Regions from separate parts of the Rattus norvegicus genome. Here region 2 is linked to region 1. The links are chromatin contacts, called in public HiChIP or PLAC-seq maps. All regions are on one chromosome and are shown on one strand. Each heading gives the region's core, a stretch centred on a gene start, on an enhancer-like site or on the middle of the called end of the contact. The rest is flanking DNA. Distances are from core to core; before and after follow the strand shown.

Region 1 (4,149 bases), core at 356-2,855:
TATTATAAATAAGGCTGCTATGAACATAGTGGAGCATGTGTCCTTTTTATGTGTTGGAACATCTTTTGGGTATATGCCCAGGGGTGGTATAGCTCAGTCCGCAGGTAGTACCATATCCAATTTTCTGAGGAACCACCAGTCTGCTTTCCACAGTAGTTGTACCAGCTTGCAATCCTTATGAATATCAATGCAAAAATACTCAATAAAATGCTCGCAAACCAAATCCAAGAACACATCAAAATGGACCATCCATCATGATCAAGTAAGCCTCATCCCATGAATGCAGAGATGGTTCAATATACAAAAATCCATCAATGTAATCCACTATATAAACAAACTCAAAGAAAAAAAACACATGATCATCTCATTAGATGCTGAGAAAGCATTTGACAAAATTCAACACCCCTTCATTATAAAAGTCTTGGAAAGATCAGGAATTCAAGGCCCATACCTAAACATAGTAAAAGCAATATATAGCAAACCAATATCAAACTAAATGGAGAGAACATTAGCGCCTACTTTCTTGAGTCAGGAGATTCATCAGGACATAGAAACGAACACAGTAAGGGCCTATATAGTCCATTGTCAAATGGTATAAAACCCTTACTGAATGCTACCAAGCCAGGAAGTATGAGAAGTTCTTAGGGGATAGCACAAGAGCTGAGGTGGGAAACTGTTGTGGACATATGTAAGGATACTTCACTGAGGACATGCATGAGAGGCCCAAGGTCACAACAGCCCAAGAGAATAGTCTAATTGGATCCATACCCTGCATGTTGGCTGGGTGAGTGGGATTCTGAGAAAATTCCTAATAAAGGTTACATTTATGCAGTCTCAAGTAGGAAGAATAGGCTTGGCCACATAGGGTGTGGGATGAAAGTATCTTTCTAAGGTAAATTGCCTATGGAATTGCCTGTCAACATCCTTGTGCCTGATTCAGAGAATCACTAGGACCCCAGAAAGTCATCACTGGAGCTGGTCACCAATACTGTCCTCTCAAGGACCGCCCTACATCTCCAAAGTTAAATAAGACCCTGAGCAATGAGAAGTGACTGCTGCCATTCTTGCAAGGGAGAATTTCAAAACCAGTGCCCACCTTCTGTGACCAGACACACTACAAACAAGTGCTGTCCTGTGGAGATCAAAGGCAAGCATACGTCTAATTTTCTAGTAGGCATATTAAAATAAAAGGCAAGTGGATGGGGCAAATTGATATTTATTACTGCATATAAAACATATTGGCATGGTATATTTATAATATCTCAGTATGTCATCAATAGGAATTAATGAGATGTTTTTGAAATTGTCCTTTTGATTAGCTCTATGCTGTGCTCCAAGAGTGTATTTTATGCTCATAGATACAGCTTGGGACAGAGCCACTTTAACTTTTCAGTGGCCACATGTGGCTGCAGTTACTAAGCTGAACAGCACAAATGAAGTGGCAGAAGTCCCAGAGCTTTTGGCTTGTGAGTGACAGAGACTCCAGCCAACACAGGGAACATACAGCAAAGCAAGATGCAAAAGCCGAGCTGCCTTCACCCCACCCCCACCCCACTCCCTGCAAGCCACTATGCTTCTGTGTTTGTTATTGCTGCCTGGCTCTCTTAAGCTATACAGACTTGTAGAATAGAAAGCAAACCAAACGCCAGCCGGCCTGCAAAGCAAAGCAGGAGCAATAATGAGAGCCTTTTATGAGATACTCAGGCACTGGATCTCATCCCGGAGGAATGTTAATGGGTTTTATGCCATGGTCAGGTTTAAGAGCGCACACTGGAGGCAAGGGAAATAAGGGAGCTGGTACAATGGCAGGGCAGCGAGGCTCACTACAGGAACAGAAGGGAAGAAAACCTCATATAAAGTTGTATACGTGCTTCCACATCAACCTGCATCAGAAGCAGCCTGTTTGTGGTCCAGCTAGTAAGGTTAACGCTCATGCAGTCTCCTTCGGTTTTCTGTGGCATCATTTTCACTATCCCCACTGACTGCAATGAATCCTGACAACAGGTTTCGACTTCAAAAAGGTATGCTGGTTCTACCTCAAGGTCACTTCCCCAATTTACAGCCATTTTTCAATTCTTTTACTCTTATTCCAGGATGTACTTCAAGCTTTGTGGCTCTTCAAAGCTCCTCAGCTGGGAGGGAGATTTTGTTTTGTTTTGTTTTCCTGCATTTCTCCCCACAAATGATGTATCATAAAGAAAAGATGTAAAGGAGAAGCCAATGATTTCTACAATTTCTTTTCCTTTTCCTTCTTTCCTTCTTTCTTTCCTTCCTTCTTTCTTTCTTTTCTTCTCTTTTCTTTCTTTCCTTCCTTCCTTCTCCTCCTCCTCCTCTTCTTCCTCTCTCTCTCTCTCTCTCTCTCTCTCTCTCTCTCTCTCTCTCTCTCTCTCTCTTTCACTCTCCTATAATCCCGTAGCTTATCCCACAGAGAAGTTAACAGTGACTGGGATGAGCAGAGTATTCCACTCCACTTGTAATGACAACATCCTACTCAGCATGTTCTATGGAACTGATTGGTTATACTTTAAAAATGCCACTTGCTTATCCTTTTAGCATCTGGGGATGAAAGTGAGGTTAATTTGAGCCTGTTTCAAGCTTTCTCATGAAGAATTTCATAAGAAGCTTTTCAGCAAATGGAGAGGATATCAGTGAGAAGCTAGTTTAATATCTGCTTTGAAACGTTTGTCCAGAGTACTCTCAGCTTCTGGGGCTCTCAGATTATGTAGTCAACCATGGCCTAGAGCAAGTTTCCCTAATAGAGAGTCCGTCCTTGCACAGAAATTAGGCATTCCAGTGGGTTGTTAACTTTCATGCAATGATGCAGAACACAGACCAGTCCAAGTCTACCATCTACTTGATGGATGATCTTATGAAAAGTCAGCAGGTTTCTGAGCCTTGGCTTTGCATCTCAAACTAAAGGGTGATAATCCCAGTGTCTCTAGGGGAGTTGAGAGGATTGACTAGGGAAGCCAGCATCTTAGCCAATGGTCCATAAACCTCAGTTGACTATTGAGTAATGAACTGCATGGATTTGAAGTCAATATACTTAGGATCACGATTCAGCTCCTGCATTTGCTAATTGCACGGTCATGGACAACGCTCACATGTCATTAGTCTAGAGTCTATAAAGTAGGATGATGCCACTTACCCAAATTACACTCAGTGGCGTATTTGACAGTTGGTTTAGAATTCATATTCTGGACAGCAGTCTGAGTCAAGGATGAAAGTGCTTGTAGTTTGTTTTGGAAGTGACTGTGTGTGAGGTCATTGTGAGGAAGAAGAGAAGCCCATGGTCTCGTTGTGGTTAAGTGTATGTTGTGGTGATACTCTTCATGAAGGCCTACAAAGAGCACCCGTCTTCATCATTTCCAGCCCTTCAGAGGGTCTGACTTCTGGGAAGTTTCCAGTCAGATATTATACCTCAGGGTACACCACAGAAGAGGGAAAAGAGACGTGGAGCTGCCATGCTCATCCTGATCTACTTTTACTCTCTGACTAATGCGTGCCTAGTGGAAGCTAATTCTCCTTAGACCCATACACCTCAGATTTTAAAGTGCTCCCCAATATTACCAGATGATCTTGCTAACGAGGAGACATTGTTACCATTTCCTCAAGGCCCAACAGTTTCTTAACAACACTCAGGTAGGCAGGAGCCTGGCCTACTGTAAAAGGACTGTTTGTTCTCTCTCTCTCTCTCTCTCTCTCTCTCTCTCTCTCTCTCTCTCTCTCTCTCTCTCTTCTCACATGTCCCTGACTGGCATCTTCCCCTCTGTTTCAATCCTTCTCTGTCCCCATCCTTCTCTACCTCTACTCCCTTCTCCAGGTCCAAAATAAACTTCCTTTTGCATTAGGCCTGTAGCATAGCGTGATTGGTCAGGTCCCCTTCACACTGCTATTTTACAAAGCACAACAGACCCTGCTCCAGTAGATCTGAGATGAGACAGAAGGGGAGTGAATAGTCATCTTGGTGCAGGCTGGCTTTCAACAACTACAACCCTTTTGGGAATCCACCTGAGTGTCACAAAAAACATGACTTTGATTTCTATTTCCCTCGCATGCATCAGCTTCCTGCAGCATTGTCTGCCTTGTCCCACGCTCACACCTGATGGACTTTTTCCTTCATCTACTTCCCCTAATCAGAATAACTCA
Region 2 (4,549 bases), core at 784-3,283, 790 kb before region 1:
AGGGTTTTTTCTGCCAGGAGGGGTGCCCTGTATGAGGCCTTTACCAGTAACCTCCCAGCAGAGAGAAGCAGGGTACCTAGTTACCACTGAGTGTGGTAGAGGTCTAGGCCTCCCACAGTTCCCACGGTTTCTGCTGATAACAATGTCAGGGATGCTTGCTGCCACCTAGCCAAGAGGAAACCAGCTCCCGATTGGCTTTCACTGATACCTTCCCACTAGAAGTCTAAGATGTCCCAATACAACCTGGTAAAGGTAGAATCCAGGCTCCCTCTTCTGTTATTTTGTAGTGCTTGGTTTTATTAGAATTATTTTGTTCAAACCTTTTCCGTTTTCCTTTGTGCTTACGTGTGTGCATGAACACACAAAGGCACACAGGAGCCAGAGGTTACTAAGTGTCTCCCTCGACTGTGCTCCACCTTGTCTTTTTGAGACAGGTTTTCTCAATGAAACCATTTCTGGCGTGCCATTTCTGGAGTCTGTCTGGCCATCAAGTCCCCGGGGATCTTTGTGTCACTTCCCAGTGCTTGGAATTACTGCGCCCGGCTTTTTCCATCAGGTGCAGGGGGCTCAGAACTCCATGCTTGTTCATCAAGCACCTCAACCTCCCCTCCCCCCAGCCATCTCTGCAGCTCAACAGTTTTCTGTCTTTCTAAACCACCTCATACTAGTCCTTTGGGTGAGGAGGCCAGGCTAACTGGAGCTTTTCTGACCTTTATCCTTCGATGTTTTCACACCAAAGCCTTCTTTAACATCAACTGTAGGCTACATGAAGGAAAAGGGGAAACCCAGGCACTCACCATGGTGTTTTCTAGAGGTGTTACAATCTTATAAAATGTCTGAAGCACAGGCCTGGAGGCAATCACATGCTAATTTAACTGAGGTAAGCTGTCGGAATGCTATGGAATCCTTGTGGGACCAGTTCCTCCTTTGGCCAACACCAAGGCCTCAGCCTCCTGCCATCTTGGGATTCCTCAGCAAATTTAATTCTTTGGGGTCAAATGTTTCAATAGCCTGATAGCAGAAAGAAGGAAGGAGCGCAATGTCCCTTTGAAGAATATATCCTTTCCTGTCAGAGTCATCATCCCACATGGGCCCCATCTGGTCTGTCTTCTCTTCACCTTTCAGAGTCAACTTAAATTTACTTCATATTCAGCCCCTCCCCCATCTCAATCCACAGAGAGAAAGGGGAGTAGAGGGAGGGAGGGAGACAGAGAGAGAGAGAGAGAGAGAGAGAGAGAGAGAGAGAGAGAGATTTTACTTTGATTTTTAGTTTTACTAGAAACCCTGCAGAAAAGCAAGGGAAAGGATGTCTACTCCACCCTCCCAGAAGGAGGTTATCATTTTCCCACATATTATTCATCTATTTTGTTTTTTCAAGACAGGGTTTCTCTGTGTAGTCTTGGCTGTCCTGGAACTCCCTCTATAGACCAGGCTGGCCTCTAACTCAGAGATCCACCTGCCTCTGCCTCCCAAGTGCTGGGATTAAGGACCCAAGCCACCACCTTTTGGTCATATTTTTAATTTTTAAGAAGTTTTTTTTATTACAATTAGTTATTTGCAGTGTGTGTGTGTGTGTGTGTGTGTGTGTGTGTGTGTGTGTGTGTAGAAAAACTTAGTAGTTTGTCTTCCCTTCTTTCCCTCACATTGCTTAGAGGAAGTGGACTCTGGGAAAGCCAGCGCCTCCATTAAGTAACAAGAGATGAGAGGAAGATATTGGGAGGGAGAGAGGCAGAACACTAGAGTCCTTCCCACGCTGGCTCACATCTGGAGAGCTGTTGACTTCCTGGGTCTTCCTCGTGGAGTGTGGGGGAGGATGTTATTTTTCAAGTGGCGTGGGCCTCCGTTTCCGATTCTCACAGGCTATCTGAATGTCCGTTGCCTCAGGCAGAGAGAGCTGCCCAGATCTGACACTAACTCCTTGTGGAAGAGGCTGGCAGGCCCACCGGGCCAGCGGGGCAGCCTGCAGGGCAGCGATGCTGAATGAATTTAGCGCCTGTGAAGGAGGCTGGGTTGGCAGGCCTCAGGACAAACTCCCTCTTTGTTCTCGGTACAGCCCCTAGACAAACAGTGCCAGTTTTCTTCTGGGCCCTAGCCACACTCAGCTGTGAGGAGAGGAGCAAGAAGCTCTGTTGATTTCAGCCCTAGAAGAGATCCGTTTATTTGTGTCTTGGAGACCCACTGGCTGCCTGCGGGATTCAGGGATGAGGTCTTAAGCTTACACTTGCCAGTTACCAACTTCAAACACTTTTTACTGTAGCCTGTAGTGAGAGAAATGTTTTACACCTTGAACCAGTAATGCGCGCGCGCTTACACACACACACCCACACCCACACCCACACCCACACCCACACCCACACCCACCCACCCACACACACACACACACACACACACACACACACACAGACACACACACACACTTTTTTCACATGTTTAGAATATGAAATGGGTCCAGGGAGATGGCTCAGTGGGTAGAGTGCCTGCTGCATAAGCGTGAGGACTTAAATTCAGAACCCAAATCATCTAAAACTCGGGCATCAGCATTGTGAGGGCTGACACAGGAGGGGAGGGATGGGTGTTCTCTGGCCAGGCAGCCTATCTGAAAGGAGAGCTCCTGGTTCAGTGGGAGACCCTGTCTGAAAAAAAAATAAGATGGGATGGAGACTCCAAGGCAACAGTCCAGACACAACGCGGGTGACGCATGTATGAACTCATGGAGGCTATGCCAGACCCACAAGACCTACACATATTAAAGCTGGACAAAATCCCAGCATATGGAAGAAGAAGTGGGCACAAAGTGGCACCCTGGCCAAGAAGCCACGGATTAACTGATGGGAGAAGACAGATCGGTTCTCTTTGGTGGAGTGACACTGGCTATATCAAGCACAGTTCAGGGCAAGCCCCACGCTCAAGAGTAGTTGGCCAACCCTAAACAAACTGTGTGGTTTTGTTTGTTTTATTTTGAGAGAGAACATGAAGGTAGGTGGGTAAGGGGGTGGCTATCTGTAATGAGTTGGAATACAGGAAAATATATTGTATGAAAACATTTTCTAATTAAAAAAATCTTGGATGGTGATAGAATATACTTGATGTTGAGCTCTCTGACTCCACATGCACATACTCACTCACATGCACACATACCTGCACACACTCACACACACCTGCACACACTCACACAATGCACACATAACTGCACACACTCACACACACCTGCACACACTCACACACACTCACACACACACACTCACACACCTGCACACACTCACACACATGCACACATAACTGCACACACTCACACACTTGCACACACTCACACACACCTGCACACACTCACACACATGCACACATACCTGCACATACTCACACAGACTTGCACACACTCTCTCACACACACCTGCACATACTCACACACTTGCACATACTCACACACCTGCATACACACACCTGCACACACACATCTGCACACACTCACACACTTGCACACACACATCTGCACACACACATACACACACTCACACACACTCACCCACATGCACACACTCACCCACATGTACACACTCAACCAGGTACATACACACCTACACATATACACCATGCACATACTTACCTTCAGGCACACACTCAAACACACACACACACACACACACGCACACACACACACACACACACACACAGGAAACATCTTTGAAAAGGCAGATATTGCCAGGATTGGTGGCACACACCTTTAATCCCAGCACTTGAGAGGTAGAAGCAGGAAAATTGCTGTGAGTTCCAGGCTAGCCTGATCTACATAGAGAGTTCCAGGATAATTAAGGCTACATAGAGAGACCCTGTCTCAAAATAAAGATAAATAGTAAAAGAAATACATAAAAAGACATTGTATAGGAACATATTCTTCCCCTATACTTAAAATTATTCTAGTTTTTATGTAAAATTTATCAATCCTCTCATCACCTAATGAAAACTTTTCTCCCTGTCTAATTCTAAGAAAAGCTGTTCATTGCTCTGTTGAAACAAACTCGAGAAGTTAAAGCTCTGGAAATTACTCTCATTCTAATTGAAACTCTATTATGGTTTTCCTCCAAGTACAAATCAGCAAGAAGTCTACTTCTCATGCATAAACATGGTTATTTGCTTATCTGTAATTCTTTTGCAGTGATAGGCACCAAACCCAGGGTGTTGGGCATGCCAAGAAAGTGCTATATCACACTGAGCCATTTCCTAAACTGTAGACAGAGAGCTTAGGCTGTTCTTGAACCCATTATTCAGCAGAGGCCAGTCCTAAACTCACCATCTTTTGCCTTAGTCTTTCAAGTGTTGGGATTATATGCTGGTACCACTATACCTGGCTTCTACCCATAGGTTTAAAAAACATTAAAGAATCATTTTCATTATTTTGTGTGTATGGGTGTTTTGTCTGCATGTCTGTGTCGTACGTGTAGAGTGTCCTTGAAGGCCAGGAGATGGCATCAGACCCCTTGGAATGGGAGTTACAGATGGTTGTGAGCTGTCATGTGGGTGCTGGGAATTGAATCCAGGTCCTCTGAAGGAG

The links. HiChIP or PLAC-seq counts read pairs in DNA pulled down with a chosen protein or histone mark.
Region 2: an H3K27ac HiChIP or PLAC-seq map of oligodendrocytes shows a contact between it and region 1, with 7 times the contacts expected there. The contact joins two enhancer-like sites. A contact is called at or near these places in 1 of 12 Hi-C or Micro-C datasets (psoas muscle) and 1 of 1 datasets of contacts at active chromatin or transcription factors (oligodendrocytes).

Annotation. Positions count from the first base shown.
Region 1 is chr5:125,440,992-125,445,140 of GRCr8, reverse strand. No RefSeq gene overlaps it. Among named protein-coding and RNA genes, the nearest start is that of Plpp3, 290 kb to the right of the region's middle. Within about 2 kb of position 1,605, at least 34 of the 93 cell types and tissues checked have an H3K27ac peak or open chromatin away from gene starts, as enhancers often do.
Region 2 is chr5:126,226,140-126,230,688 of GRCr8, reverse strand. No RefSeq gene overlaps it. Among named protein-coding and RNA genes, the nearest start is that of Usp24, 81 kb to the left of the region's middle. Within about 2 kb of position 2,033, at least 41 of the 93 cell types and tissues checked have an H3K27ac peak or open chromatin away from gene starts, as enhancers often do.